2 separate regions of the Mus musculus genome follow, and region 1 is linked to region 2. A link is a contact called in public HiChIP or PLAC-seq data. All regions are on one chromosome and are shown on one strand. The core of a region is the stretch at or near the end of the contact, and the rest is flanking DNA. Distances in the headings are between cores, read along the strand shown. Region 1 has its middle 29 kb from the start of Nsun7. Region 2 holds the start of Chrna9 (cholinergic receptor, nicotinic, alpha polypeptide 9).

Region 1 (7,169 bases), core at 4,494-6,993, 270 kb after region 2:
ATGACAAGATGACACACACACCTGTCAAAGTTTTAGAGCTTACATTGTTGCACAGGGAGTGGTAGCACACACCCTTAATACCAGCATTTAGAAAGCAGAGGCAGGTGGATCATTGTGAGTTGGAGGCCAGCCTGATCTACAAAGTGAGTTCCAGGATAGCTAGGGCTGAGAAACACTGTCTCAAAAAAAATATTTTTCATATGTTCCTACTATTACTGTCATCTTCCATGAGGCTTTTACCAGAGCCAAAAAGAAATGGAAATGCCCGGGAACCTTCTGTGGTGTAGAACATTGCTATCCCCAGGAAGCATTGCTCTAGAGACCACCGTTCCTGTCTCCCTAGAGTTCTGTTCCTATGGAGATGTCTGTAACAGGATGACAATGACTGTATTCTAAGTCTCCTTTCTGTCAGTGCCCATGTTATGCCAAGCAGTGTGGTAAGAGTGTCCCTTATTTGAAGACATGACATATCTTGTTCAGTCTTTAGAGGATTAAACCATGATTTAGCTCAAGGTGGTCATTCTATAATCATCGCAAAAAATGGCAAATTTGATGGCTATTAACCCAGGTTTCCACACTCAACTCTTCCTTCAGCAAAAATATACGTTACCCTATCAAACCATACAAAAACCACTCATGCAAAACCAAGTACTCCCAAAAACCAGTTAAAAATATATCCTTTCCAATTGGGACTGGTGGTACTGTGCTATAATCCCTAGAACAAAGGAGACAAAGGGAAAAGAAAAGAGAGGCATCCAAGAACAGGCCGGGCTCCGTGAGACCTTGTCTCAAAACAAACAAACAAAAACTCCAAACCAACCAAAAACAACCAACCAACCAAAACAACCAAACAACAACAAACCCAGTTTTGTCAGTGCCCTCGGTGCCTATGGCTAGGCTCTGTGTGGTCTGCCCTCCAAGAGTTTGCAGGTTGGAATCCTGGTCCCTAATGTGGCAATGCTGACTGGGTAGCATACTTTTGAGAGATGGGGCCCAGTGGTCAAAGATTGGGACATTTTAGGGGATGTCCCAAGAAGGATTTATGATATTTCTTGGGGGACCCTGAGTTAATTTTTGCCTCTGCCCCAGCTTTGGTTTCCCCAGCTCCACAGGTGGTCTTTCCTTCTCACACACAGTTCCTGTCATCATGATGTTATCTGCTACTAGGCTTTCACCAGAGCCAAACAGAAGTGGAGACCATGCTCTTGAACCTCTAGAACTGACAACCAGTTACCTGCTTTTCTCTGTAAAGTTACCCAGCCTCAGGTATTTAACTGTAGTAGTGAAAGACTGGTGAGCACAAGATCGTTTTCAGAACCTGAATGGGCTGTGCATTTGAGTGTTACAGGATATTTATGTCTTAGGCTTAAAGAAAGAGGACATTGAAATCTGGAGAAAAAAAAAGTCTGGGCATAGTGGGTTTTTTTTTTTCTGAAGAGATTTATCCTTTATCAACTAAATTACTACATCCTTAAATCATTTCCTTTAAATAACTTTTAGATGTTTATTTACTTATTTGTTGCCTTCTCTCTCTCTCTCTTTCTTTTTTTTTTCTTCTTTGATTTTTCAAGATAGGGTTTCTCTTTGTAGCCCTGGCTGTCCTGCAACTCTCTCTTTGTAAACAACCAGGAGGCCTCGAACTCAGAGATCTGTCTGCCTCTACCTCCTGAGTGCTTAAAGGTGTGTGCCACCATAGCCAGGCTAGCTAGTTTTTATTTTCAATTATGTTTGTGTGTGTATATGTGTGTTTGTGTATCTCTCTCTCTCTCTCTCTCACACACACACACACACACAGAGGGGAGAGAGAGAGAGAGAGAGAGAGAGAGAGAGAGAGAGAGAGAGAGAGAGACTGTAGATGCCTGTAGTGTCCACAAGAGTGTTGTGTTGTAGGATCTCCTTGACCTAGAGTTACAGGCAGTCTGAGTCACTCAACATGGGGCATTTGGAACAGAATCTGGGTCCTCTCTCTGCAAGAGCAGTCTCCAGCCTTCCTCCAATTCATTCCCTAAGAACTGGTCTGTGTCAGAAACTATACACACAAACAGGTGCTCGAACAGGTGATCACACAGACACACACAAGTAGGAATATGACAGATTTTTTTTTTTTAACATAGAGAACAGAAAAAAAGACCTTTAGTATGTGTTTAGAATTGTAGTTGCTAGCTACCTCCTTATAAGTTAGCTATACCTTTGGTATCTGAGAGAAACTAACAGGTGAGATAGAAAAAACTAGAAAATGGAAAGGTGATTCCCAAAGATTCCATATAAGAAGTGTGTTGACCATTAAAGAGAATGAGGGATCCATGTCTGTCTGTCTGTCCTTCCAGTAGAAGAGCAGCTCCCCTTCGCACTCACTAAGAAATAACCAATGGTGTGAGGGGTATGGTTTTAACTGGATGTGTAGGGCAGGCCTGTAATCCCAACATTGGAGAGGTAGAGTTAAAAAAGTCTGCAGAGAGCAGGGTGGTGGTGGCGCACGCCTTTAATCCCAGGATTTGGGAGGCAGAGACAGACGGATTTCTGAGTTCAAGGCCAGCCTGGTCTACAGAGTGAGTTCCAGGACAGCCAGGGCTACACAGAGAAACCCTGTCTCAAAAACAAACAAACAAACAAACAAACAAACAAACAAACAAACATAAAAAAGTCTGCGGAGTTCAAGGTCAGCCTTGGACACACAGTCAGACCTTCTTTCTTATACAAATAAATGACTGTCTAGAAAGAATTTTGGTTTGAAGCAAGTCTTTGGAGCAAGAGAGGCTCAAGGGAACTGTGCTGTGTTTTCTGGGTCACATGAATCAGAATTGAAACGTGAGCATAAATGATCCAAGAACTGCATTCTTGGGGACCAGGGAGGTGCCTCAGTGCTGACTGCTTTTCTAGAAGATTCAGATTGGAATCCTCCACCTGATGGCTCACAACCATCTGGAACTGGAGTTCCAGGGATCCAATGCCCTCTTCTGACCTCCACAGGCACCGGGCATGTACACAGTGCACATCCATACATGCAGGCAAGCACTCATGCACGTAAAAGAAATACATTTTTAAGAGAACTACATTCTCATTCACTGCCTATGGCTCTTCTTTCTTTTGTTTTTGTTTATTTGTTTTTGTTTTTGAGACAGGGTTTCTCTGCATAGCCCTGGCTGTCCTGGACCTCACTTTGTAGACCAGGCTGGCCTCGAACTCAGAAATCTACCTGCCTCTGCCTCCCGAGTGCTGGGATTAAAGGCGTGCGCCACCACGCCCGGCGCTATGGCTCTTCTTTTATTTGAGGTGGTTGAAATTCTGACGGGAACCAGAATATAAGGCTAGCAAGATGGCTCAGTGGGTAAAGTTATTGGCTGCTGAGTCTGACAAGCTGAGTTTAATCCTTGGGACTCACATGCTAAAAAAAGAGAACTGACTTTCACAAGTCAACCTCTGACCTCCACAGGCATGCACACACACACATACACTCACAGAGACACACACAGGCAGGCACACACAGACAGACACACAAACACACTGTGCCACACACAGTTATGCACATGCATCTTCACATACACACAAATAAATAATATAGCGAAAAAGTTAAAGAAATAAAACCAGAATATGGGAACATCCATTTTAAAATTTGAAATGGCGCTTGAGGGCTGGAGAGATGGCTCAGCAATTAGGAGCACTGACTGACTGTTCTTCCAGAGGTCCTGAGTTCAATTCCCAGCAACCACAGGGTGGCTCACAACCATCTCTAATGGGATCTGATGCCCTCTTCTGGTGTGTCTGAAGACAGCTACAGTGTGCTCATATAAATAAATAAATTAATCTTAAAACTAAAACCTAAAAAAAAAAAGAATAAGAATAAGAAACAGTGCTTGAAAGAAGCACAAAGGGCTGGTGAGATGGCTCAGTGGGTAAGAGCACCCGACTGGTCTTCTGAAGGTCCAGAGTTCAAATCCCAGCAACCACATGGTGGCTCACAACCATCCGTAATGAGATCTGACTCCCTCTTCTGGAGTGTCTGAAGACAGCTACAGTGTACTTACATATAATAATAAATAAATCTTTAAAAAAAAAAAGAAAGAAGCACAAAGCCGTTTGATGCGTGACTGTGACTATAGCTTAGCTTTTGTTTCAGAATAGGGTTGTTGGGTTTTTAATTTGTTAGTTTATTTATTTATTTATTTATTTATTTGGTCTTACCAAGTTTAATTTTAAAGATTATCAGCCCACAGGAAATGCCTACAATTGATTTTATTTACTTAAAACCTTAGATATACTTCCATCTTGTACACTTAAAAAGGCTTTTTACTTTTTTCATTTTGTGTGTATGTGTGTGTGTGTGACATATGTGTAGCTAGTCACAGAAATTGGACTTGAAGCTGTAGTCACAGATGGTTGTGAGCCACATGGATGCTGAGAACTGAACTCAGGTCCTCTGGAAGAGCAGCAAGTTCTCTTAGCTGATGAGCCATCTCCCCAGCATGAATTATTTTTTTAAAAAAAGATTTATTTTTTTTTAATTTATTTATAAGATACACTGTAGCTGTCTTCAGACACACCAGAAGAGGGGCACCGAATTCCATTACAGATGGTTGTGAGCCACCATCTGGTTGCTGGGAATTGAACTCAGGACTGCTGGAAGAGCAGTCAGTGTTCTTACCTGCCGAGCCATCTCTCCAGCCCCCCAGAACATGGATTTTATGTACTTTTAAAGGCTTCCCACCTGTGAAACACCTTACTACAGGGCTCAGTCATCGTTTTTCCGTATAGAGCCAGCTGGTAAATTCTGTAAGCAGGATGGGGATGCTGGGGCTTGAACCCAGGGCCTTAAGTGTGCCAAGTATGTGTGTTAGCATTGATCTGCTTCAGACTCCGGCCACTCAGCTACATTCCCGAAGTCTCCTAAACATTTCAGATTTCAAGGGCCACCTGGTCTCTGTCATAACATCCAGTGCTGCCTTTGTACAACTACAACAACAACTTTCATAAGCAGTGAGCTTGGTGACAATCTGTCATTTCCACACTTGGGGGCTGTAGTAGAAGATCAGGAGTTTGAAGACAGCCTGGACCATTTATCTAGCGAGACTGTCTTCGGAAAAACAAAAACAGAAGCCTATAAATAAATTAGCGTGGCTATGCTCCAAGAAAGAGATTATGCAATTTGAATTTTACGTATTTTTGTGTGATGAAATATTGCTATGCTTTTGATATATTTCAACAATAAATACAGAAACTCTTTTTTAGCAAATGGTCGGCTGGCTCACAACTTGTGGCATGCAGACTAGAATGGGTTTTGGTCCTTGGCTAGTGAATGTTTGATCTTAGATTATGAAATCAGAGTCTTAAGGAATAAAGCTTGCTTAAGAATGTGAAGAATCGGGCTTTGCTTTCCTGATCCACCTGTTCTGACTAAGTGGCTGTGGCAACTTTAAAGAACAGAGAATGAGGAAAGCCATGGGGGGTTAACTAACAGTCTCTGGGCTTGGGGCATCTAAGATAAGGACCTTGGGCTTTTATGAAATAATTTTTTTAAAGACTTATTTTTACTTACTATGGATAATGTTTGCCTCATGTATGTATGTATGTATGTATGTGTGTATGTATGTATGTAGCACTGTGTGTCTGATGCCTGCAGATGCCAGAAAAGGGCATTGGATCCCCTGGAACTGAAGTTATAAACGTTTGTGAGTCACCATGTGAGTTCTAGGAACTGAAGCTGGGTTCTCTACACAAACCCGAGTCCTCTCTATGGTGAGCACCTCTCTAGTCATCCTCCCAGGCCCTCTATTGCTGAGTCACCTCTCTAGTCAGCCCCACCCCCACCCACCCCCACCCACCCCCACCCTGCCCACTCCTCCTCCCAGTATAAAGATAAAGGGTTTATTTAGCTCATAGCCCTGATCCAAGGTCAAGAATTGACTCTGTAGGTGGCCCTTTTGCTGGCAGAGTTCCAAGGCTAAGCTGTACGGGGCACACAGATATAATCTCAGCACCCTAGGGGCAGAGATGAGATTTCAGGTTCAAGGCTAGCCTGGTCTACAAAGAAGAAAACACACACATTAAGTGATAGGCCCTGCTATAGTGGAGAGTGGTGGCTAGTCAAAATGAAAGCATCAGGACTAGAACTTAAGGCTTCTATATTTTGTTGATTTGGTTTTCCTTTCTTTTTTTTTTTTAAGATTTATTTATTTTATATATGTGAGTACACTGTTGCTGTCTTCAGACACACCAGAAGAGGGCATCAGATCTCATTACAGATGGTTGTGAGCACCATGTGGTTGCTGGGACCCACTCAGGACCTCTGGAAGAGCAGTCAGTGCGTTTAATCACGCTGAGCCATCTCTCCAGGCCTTGGTTTGGTTTTTCAAGACAGGGCTTATCTGTGTGGCCCTGGCTGTCCGGGTACTTGCTTTATAGAACAGGCTGGCCTTGAACTCACAGAGGTCCTCTTGCCTGTGTTTCTCTAGTACTGGGATTAAAGATGTGCACCATCACCACCTGGGTATGATTTCTATTTTCAAGAATCCTCCTGTATCCATTATACCTTCTGTTAAAAAAATCAAATAAACTATGAATCAGAAACATAGACCCAGCTGTGAAACCCAACCAGTTTTCATCCACAGCATTTGTGTTCAAAGTAAGAGAAAACAAGGAGATACCCATCCCCTCTTTAAACTATTATTACACAAACATAACAAACTAGAAACATCAGACAGACCTGGGGTAATTACTACACAGCCAGCTGAACCCTTTACCTGAAAGATCTCTCTCCGTGGGCCATAAACGGTGGTTACAACCGAAATATAAGCGTTCAGCTGAGCCACCGGGTTAGCGAGTGGCTTTCCCTTGAATAAATGATCATTTTTGTCTTCCCGTTGCTGGATCTTACCATCTCCTGGTCTGACCATGGAAGTGCCGCTGCTGGTAAAACCAAAGCTTTTATCCAGATTTAGTTCCCATTTCTGTTTTATAGTGTAGGGTGGCCACTAGGTTAATACTTTTCCAGGTGCGTTTGGAGACAGATGAAAGGATAAAGGTATTCAGAATAGTAAAATGTGGGGAAGGGAACCAGACCACGTTCATGTCTTCCAGCCTATGCCTTTAACCCAAAGTCTGGTTGAAGGCTGAAAAACAAAACAAAACAACAAACAAAGAAAAAACAAAAAAAATGTGGCATCCAGATGAAG
Region 2 (7,557 bases), core at 722-3,221:
GCTCTTCAGTGCAGGCCCCTGGGCTCCAGGGAGTCCTCCATCTCCACCTCTCAGGAGTACAGAACTACAGATGCACTACCTGTGGGTTCTGGAGATCTGAAGCTTGGGGCATATGCACTGCCTGCTGGACCATTTCCCCAGCCCTCCCCTAGTGATTTTTGGAAGGAATTTGTACTTTATCTTAGTGAAAGACCAGAAACAATATCAGAATTTAAAAGTTTAGTTTGTATTCGTTAGCATCTTGGCCTCAAGACACAATCTCCACCACCACCACCCCCAAAAAAAAAAAAACCATTGGCTTAATTAGCATTTTGTTACCATTAGGACCTGACCATCAGCTTGCACCATCATTATTTCCTTTTTCATTCTAAGGGACCCACAGAATGAACTGAGTTGACCACAAGTGACCAAAAGCAGCCACGAGGGCAGCTAGTACCAAGTGTTCTCTGAGCTCCACTTATCAGAGCCTGCTCCGACTCCTGTGGGAGATAAAAGAAGCAGAAGGCAAGGCAGAAAGAGTCTTAGCCTGAAAACAATGTATCACTTCTGCGCATCCAAAGCAGAACTGTTGAAAACCTAGCCAGGCATGTTCCTGTTGCCAGTATAACAGTTTAGGGTAGGTGGCCTGAATCCCATCACTGGCCACCAGATGCTGGAAACAGGCCAGTGTGCACCTCGGGACTTTGGTTTCCCCACTGGAAAACAAGCTATTAAACACAACCCCAAAAGCATATGCAGTCTTGGAGATCGGAAAGCAGTTGTTTGTGGAAGGACGCATGATCCTAGGGCCCAGGGCTTGTGTCACCTGATGACTGAGACTGGAGAGTGAGGGAAATAATGTCGTCTTAAAGAGCAGATGTGGGTGGATAATTAGAAACCCACGTAGCTGACGGCTAGGGTGTCTGTTCCATGTGGAGGATATATTCCTGAAGAGAAACAGGGTGACTCACAGCTGCCTGTAACCTGATCAAATCAAGCTATCCAATTTCCTTGCTCTGATCCTAGGCAGCCAAATTATCTTAATTCTGTTTCCAAGGCAGCTTCCCCAGGCAAGTTCCCATACTACAATTGGATGCAATTGGAAGTTGACGTGTGTGTGTGTGTGTGTGTGTGTGTGTGTGTGTGTGTGTGTGTACAAAATTAGTTATGTGAAAAGTGGATGAAATTATATAAAATAACATTTCAATGAAAAGGAGATGTGGGCTGGAGAGATGGCTCAGTGGTTAAGAGCACCGACTGCTCTTCCAAAGGTCCTGAGTTCAAATCCCAGCAACCACATGGTGGCTCACAACCATCCATAATGAGATCTGACGCCCTCTTCTGGTGAAGACAGCTACAGTGTACTTAGATCTAATAATAAATAAATCTTAAAAAAGAAAGAAAGAAAGAAAGAAAGAAAGAAAGAAAGAAAGAAAGAAAAGGAGATGCATTGTGGTGAACAATAACACAGCAAAACGTTGGTCGGAAGGTCAGTTTCATAGGATCTAGGTTAGCCTTTGAACCATGTTTTGTTAGAGCTGGAAAAGCCTGGTTGACTTGGTAAATGGACACATTCCGAGTCTGCAAAGCTGAGCAGAGGTGTAAATCAGTCACTAGTACATCCTCCATGCTGTTCCGTTTGCATAGGTGTGGGCCGGTAGCTTTTAAATCAGTCACTAGTACATCCGCCATGCTGTGCCGTTTGCATAGGTGTGGGTCGGTAGCTTTTAAATCAGTCACTAGTACATCCGCCATGCTGTGCCGTTTGCATAGGTGTGGGTCGGTAGCTTTTAAATCAAACAGAATTGTTATTTTCCCTAGTCAGTCTTGTCATTCAGGGATGCTCAGAATGGCCAAGAAGCTCAAACTTCTCCTCCCATCCAGCACCTCTATCCCCACCTGCTTACTCCGCAGCATCCATGCCAGTGGGACAATGGAAAGGTGTTCAGAAACAGGGAGCGAAGAGGCTCAACCATCTACAGCTGTTTCCCCTCCGCCTCCAAATGCTGCTAGAAAGGCAGGGGTGGTCCCTGGGTGTCAGCTGCGTCTCCAGTCATTCGGCTTCCCTTGGATTCGGCACCCTCTGCCTTCAAGCCAAATCAACTGCATGCGCTATGATACCTCCCCAAGTGCAGTCCTGCTTACCGGCCTCCCCGGAGCTCTTGGCATTAAGGTCACTGGAGCCACAGTCTCAGCTTACCAGAGGGGAGGGCGGGCAGTCTCCATCTGTTTTGTGACTGTGGCAGTGAGGGTGCTTTGTAGACAGAAGTGGGAGTCCTCGCTGTCTGGCTGGGACGTTCTACATGTTGGGAAAGGATGAACCGGCCCCATCCCTGCATCTCCTTTTGCTGGATGTATTTTGCTGCTTCTGGAATCAAAGGTGAGAGGCTAGCGCAGTGCTCCATATGGGCTCCTCTGGAGCCTTTTGGTGAGAGATGGGGTAGGGCTAGAAAGACAAGAGCACATGGGCGTGCTCAGCCTCTTTCTGACTCTTGATCATCAGGGTGGGTAAGACCAGCCAAAAAAGAAAGAAAGAAAGAGCTCATCCACTCATTCCAAAGCTACCCTAGCTGTGTGGCTCCATCCCTCATTTTGACCCCAGAGCTGGTCTTATTTTGAAACGCTGATCCAGGTGCTTCTCTTTGAACAGCCGTAGAGACAGCAAATGGAAAGTATGCCCAGAAATTGTTTAGCGATCTTTTTGAAGACTACTCCAATGCTCTGCGTCCAGTAGAAGATACGGACGCGGTGCTGAACGTCACTCTGCAGGTCACGCTCTCCCAGATAAAGGACATGGTGAGTCTTTTTAAAAAGATTTTTATTTATTTATTATGTATACAGTGACCTTTGATGGTGAGGGCGACAGTGAAAAACAGGCGTTTTCTTCTCAATGGGTGTGACAGAAATGTCCTTGAGTTAGGTAATTGAGATGATTATGCAGTGTGGTAGGTGACTGGAAGCCCCTGACAGTTATAGTGTGGCTAAGATGATGGGTTTTAGTATTTTAATTTAATTTAATTATTATATGTACATGCCTGTGTGTTTGAGCATGTTAGTGCAGTGACTGCAGAAGCCGGAAGAGGGCGTCAGGGACCCTGAGCTAGAATTACAGGCAGCTCCCCACTGCCTGACAGGTGCTGGGAGCTTATCTCAAGATACTTGGCACACACCTTTAATCCCAACACTTGGGAGGCAGAGGCAGACAGATTTCTGAGTTCAAGGCCAGCCTGGTCTACAAAATGAGTTCCAGGACAGCCAGGACTATACAGAGAAACCCTGTCTCGAAAAACCAAAAAAAAAAAAAAATGGAAAGAACAGTACAAACTTTCCAGTCCCCTAAAATAGTACTTTAAGGTTATGTGGATTTTACTACAATTTTTTAAAAAGATTTTTATTTATTTATTATGTATACAGTGTTCTGCCTGCATATATGCCTGCAGGCAGAAGAGGACACCAGATCCTGTTACAGATGGTTGTGAGCCACCATGTGGTTGCTGGGAATTGAACTCAGGACCTCTGGAAGAGCAGTTGGTGCTCTTAACCTCTGAGCTCTATCTCCAGCCCTTAATCACAATTTTAAAAGAGGAAGGTGGTGTTTTAAAATGACATGGCTGATTTCCTCCATATACATATTTAATTACACAAGCTATCAGATTTAAATGATGTTTTCTTTTGTACCTGGTAGACATTTCACGTCTCCTGGCTCCAGTGTATCATTAGTTGGTCCGCTTTCAGAGAAAACTTAGCAATTAACCTAAGGAAAGATATAAAGATGCAAGTACTGGTCTCCTTTACATTTTGTACACTACATCAGGAAGGCATTGAATGCGGCCTTGATAATCAATCAATCAGGTAGAATTTTAAAAGGTCTCCTTTATGGGTTGAAAATAAGTGGGCACCCTGGAGATTCCTGCTATCAAGAACAAGTATCCCAAAGCTGGAAGTGTGTACAGAATAAGGTGACATCTGGATTCATTGCTTAGGACGAGAGAAATCAGATTCTGACAGCCTACCTGTGGATCCGCCAAACTTGGCACGATGCGTACCTCACGTGGGATCGAGACCAGTATGACGGGCTGGACTCCATCAGGATTCCCAGCGATCTGGTGTGGAGGCCGGACATTGTCCTCTACAACAAGTAAGCGCTGCCCACACTAGAGGGGTCTGGGAAACAAACCTGCTGATTTAATACAAACTTGAACATCATTTAAAACACATGTGGAGTGTGAGCCTGTGTCCTTATTCAAATCGCAGATGGTCAGAGTATCAGATCATAAAAGCCTAGTGTTTGCCGTCCTCTGTGTCCCTGCAGTGGTAGAAGCATCATTTTGACCGTTGTCCTCTCCGTGCCCAAATCCCGTCTTTTACAACTCCCGATACAGGCTGAGCTGGCCACCCTGTGCCAGCGTGAGCTACATCTTCACTCACTGTATCTATAATAACCTTTCTCCTCCTGCCTCTCTCTTCCTCTTCCTCTTCCGTGGTGGTTTTATTTGTTGCTGTTGCTTTGTTTTGATCTTTCTGTTAAGATCAAGCTCCCGTGAATCTGACAATCTTCCTGCTTTGGCCCCCCAAGATCTCTACCACTCGAACTTAGCCCTGTTCCTCAGTAAACTGGAAGGCTAGGACTTCTATGTGAGAATTTCCTGGAGATACGATTTAATCTGCTCACAATCCAGACATTATGTAACAGAAATGCTACAATGGCTAGATAGGAAGAGCCGCCTGGAATCTGTCCTGTGGGTTTCAGACCGTAGAGTGGAGGGGAAATTTATCTTGCGGCTGTTTGGGCTCTGCTCAGAGCAAAGCACATGGGTTCATATTTCTGAGACTGTAAAGCATACGTGAACCACCTAGAGATCTTGAAAAAACTCAGATTTGGATTCAGTAGTCATAGGGTGGTCCTGCAGTTCTGAGTTCCCACGAGCTCCAGAGAGCAGTGGTTGTCCCTGGCTACTGGCTATCCTCCAGACAGAGCCAGACCTAACTCAAGCTCAATGTCGCCACCTTCTTCCCATCACCATGGGAGCTCCTCTATCTTTATAAAGATTTATTTATTGTTTATTTTATGTATATGAGTACACTGTAGCTGCACAGATGGTTGTGAGCCTTTATGTGGTTGTTGGGGATTGAATTTAGGACCTCTGCTCGCTCCTGTCAGCCCTGCTTGTTCTGGTCAACCTCACTCACTCAGGCCCTGCCCGCTCTGGCACAAAGATTTATTATTATATATGTTTATTATTATATATGTCTCAAGATTTATTTATTATTATTATTATAAATAAGTACACTGTAGCTGTCCTCAGACACACCAGAAGAGGGTGTCAGATCTCATTACGAGTGGTTGTGAGCCACCATGTGGTTGCTGGGACTTGAACTTAGGACCTTTGGAAGAACAGTCAGTGATCTTACTGGTTGAGCCATCTTGCCAGCCCTCCTCTGTCTTTATTCTGGAACCTAAGCTCTTGTGGATTGAGAGGGGTTCTTCTACTGTTCATATAAAAATGGGACCTCCTGGTAGAGAAGATGGGTACATTGGAAGTGATTCCAAACTCACAGAGAATGGGGACCCACTGCCAAATATACTGAAGCGACAGACACAGGGCATTGTCAGTAAGCAGTCCAGGACTTAAGTCAGTCAGGTTCCTCAGCAAGCGCCTGTCATCATCCTCATTTGCTCCTAGGGCCGATGACGAGTCTTCAGAGCCGGTGAACACCAACGTGGTCCTGCGGTACGATGGGCTCATCACCTGGGACTCACCAGCCATCACCAAAAGCTCCTGTGTGGTGGATGTCACCTATTTCCCCTTCGACAGCCAGCAGTGCAACCTGACCTTTGGTTCCTGGACCTACAATGGGAACCAGGTGGACATATTCAATGCCCTGGACAGTGGTGACCTCTCTGACTTCATTGAAGACGTGGAATGGGAGGTTCAGGGCATGCCTGCCGTGAAGAACGTCATCTCCTACGGCTGCTGCTCGGAGCCTTACCCAGACGTCACCTTCACTCTCCTTCTGAAGAGGAGGTCTTCCTTTTACATTGTCAACCTCCTCATCCCTTGCGTCCTCATATCGTTCCTCGCTCCGCTGAGTTTCTACCTCCCAGCAGCCTCCGGGGAGAAGGTCTCTCTGGGAGTGACCATCCTATTGGCCATGACTGTATTTCAGCTAATGGTGGCAGAGATCATGCCAGCCTCAGAAAACGTCCCTCTGATAGGTGAGTGTATGCTTGGAGCTTAGCTTTGTAGCAGTTGTGATGGCGTGTGTATGTCCCAAGCTAAAGCAATTGAAGCCATTGGCTCTGTGTTTTCGTAAAACCCATTCAGTGCCTGAAGGTGACCTCTTTGCTTATAGCGATGGTTGTTGGAATTAAGTGGTTCTTACGATCTTCACGTTCACAGAAGAACACTTGTTTATTTTGTATTTATCTACTTTTGGATTTTGAGGCAGAGTTTTATAGTGTGGTCCAGGTTGGTCTCAAACTTGTTATTTAGCCAAGTAAGAAGTAGATCTTCTGATCCTCCTTCCCTCCACTGCCTAAGAGCTGAGACTGTAGATGTGTTCCACCAAACCCAGTTTACCTGGTGCTGGGAATCAAATCCAGAGCTTCATACAGGCTGGACAAGCCTCTGCTCAGCAGTGACTTCTGTTACCTGTTCACAGTGTTAGGGTCTTTCTCCTCAGAAGGAAACACAGCAGCTGTGCCAGGAGTTGAGCTGGAGTCTCAAGTCAGATATCTATCCTGCATATAGAAGCCTCATCCCACTTATAAAACAGAGGTTCTGGGGCTGGAGAGATGGCTCAGTGGTTAAGAGCACTGACTGCTCTTCCGAAGGTCCTGAGTTCAAGTCCTAGCAACCACATGGTGGCTCACAACCATCCATAATGAGATCTGATGCCCTCTTCTGGTGTGTCTGAAGACAGGGACAGTGTCCTAACATATAATAAATAAATAAATCTTTAAAAAAAACAAACAAGGGGGCTGGAGAGATGGCTCAGTGGATAAGAGCACCGACTGCTCTTCCAAAGGTCCTGAGTTCAAATCCCAGCAACCACATGGTGGGTCACAACCATCTGTAACAAAATCTGATGCCCTCTTCTGGAGTGTCTGAAGACAGCTACAGTGTACTTACATATAATAAATAAATAAATATTTAAAAAAACAAAAACAAAAACAGAGGTTTCTATGCCCAAAGGGGTGTGTGTGTGTGTGTGTGTGTGTGTGTGTGTGTGTATATACACACAACCACATATATATAGAGAGAGAGACAGAGAGAGAGACAGAGAGAGAGACAGAGAGGGACAGAGAGAGAGAGAGGAAGAGAGAGAGAGAGAGAGAGAGAGAGAGAGGGAGAGAGAGAGAGAGAGGGAGAATCTGGTCATTCTAAAGCAGAATGCATTTTCTCATATTTTGTTTGTGAGCCTAGTGTTCTCTAACAGCTGAGCCATCTCTCCAGCCCACAGAATGCACTTTGAAAAGTCTACAATAATGTAACCTGTAGCCAAGGGTGGCAGCGGAGGCTGAGGCTGCCGTGCCTGCTTGTCTACCTACTTTGTTCTGAGAGCCCTCTGTCACCT

The links. HiChIP or PLAC-seq counts read pairs in DNA pulled down with a chosen protein or histone mark.
Region 1: an H3K27ac HiChIP or PLAC-seq map of embryonic stem cells shows a contact between it and region 2, with 8 times the contacts expected there. The contact joins the enhancer-like site here to the promoter of Chrna9 in region 2. A contact is called at or near these places in 2 of 39 promoter capture datasets (both in embryonic stem cells), 3 of 15 datasets of contacts at CTCF or cohesin (the NIH/3T3 cell line, embryonic stem cells and large pre-B cells), 72 of 484 Hi-C or Micro-C datasets (B cells, the BV-2 cell line, the C2C12 cell line and 26 more), 17 of 115 datasets of contacts at active chromatin or transcription factors (acute myeloid leukemia, bone marrow-derived dendritic cells, bone marrow-derived macrophages and 3 more) and 4 of 9 other capture datasets (adipose tissue, embryonic stem cells, macrophages and 1 more).

The regions. Positions count from the first base shown.
Region 1 is chr5:66,226,853-66,234,021 of GRCm38.p6, forward strand. No RefSeq gene overlaps it. Among named protein-coding and RNA genes, the nearest start is that of Nsun7, 29 kb to the right of the region's middle. Within about 2 kb of position 5,744, at least 29 of the 459 cell types and tissues checked have an H3K27ac peak or open chromatin away from gene starts, as enhancers often do. A contact at or near this core is called in the BV-2 cell line, the HL-1 cell line, the NIH/3T3 cell line and 2 more, where this site is marked.
Region 2 is chr5:65,965,153-65,972,709 of GRCm38.p6, forward strand. Chrna9 (cholinergic receptor, nicotinic, alpha polypeptide 9) reads left to right here and starts at 1,972. Exons shown (of 5, transcript NM_001081104.1): 1 at 1,972-2,359; 2 at 2,630-2,775; 3 at 3,963-4,117; 4 at 5,664-6,196. The coding sequence starts at 2,296.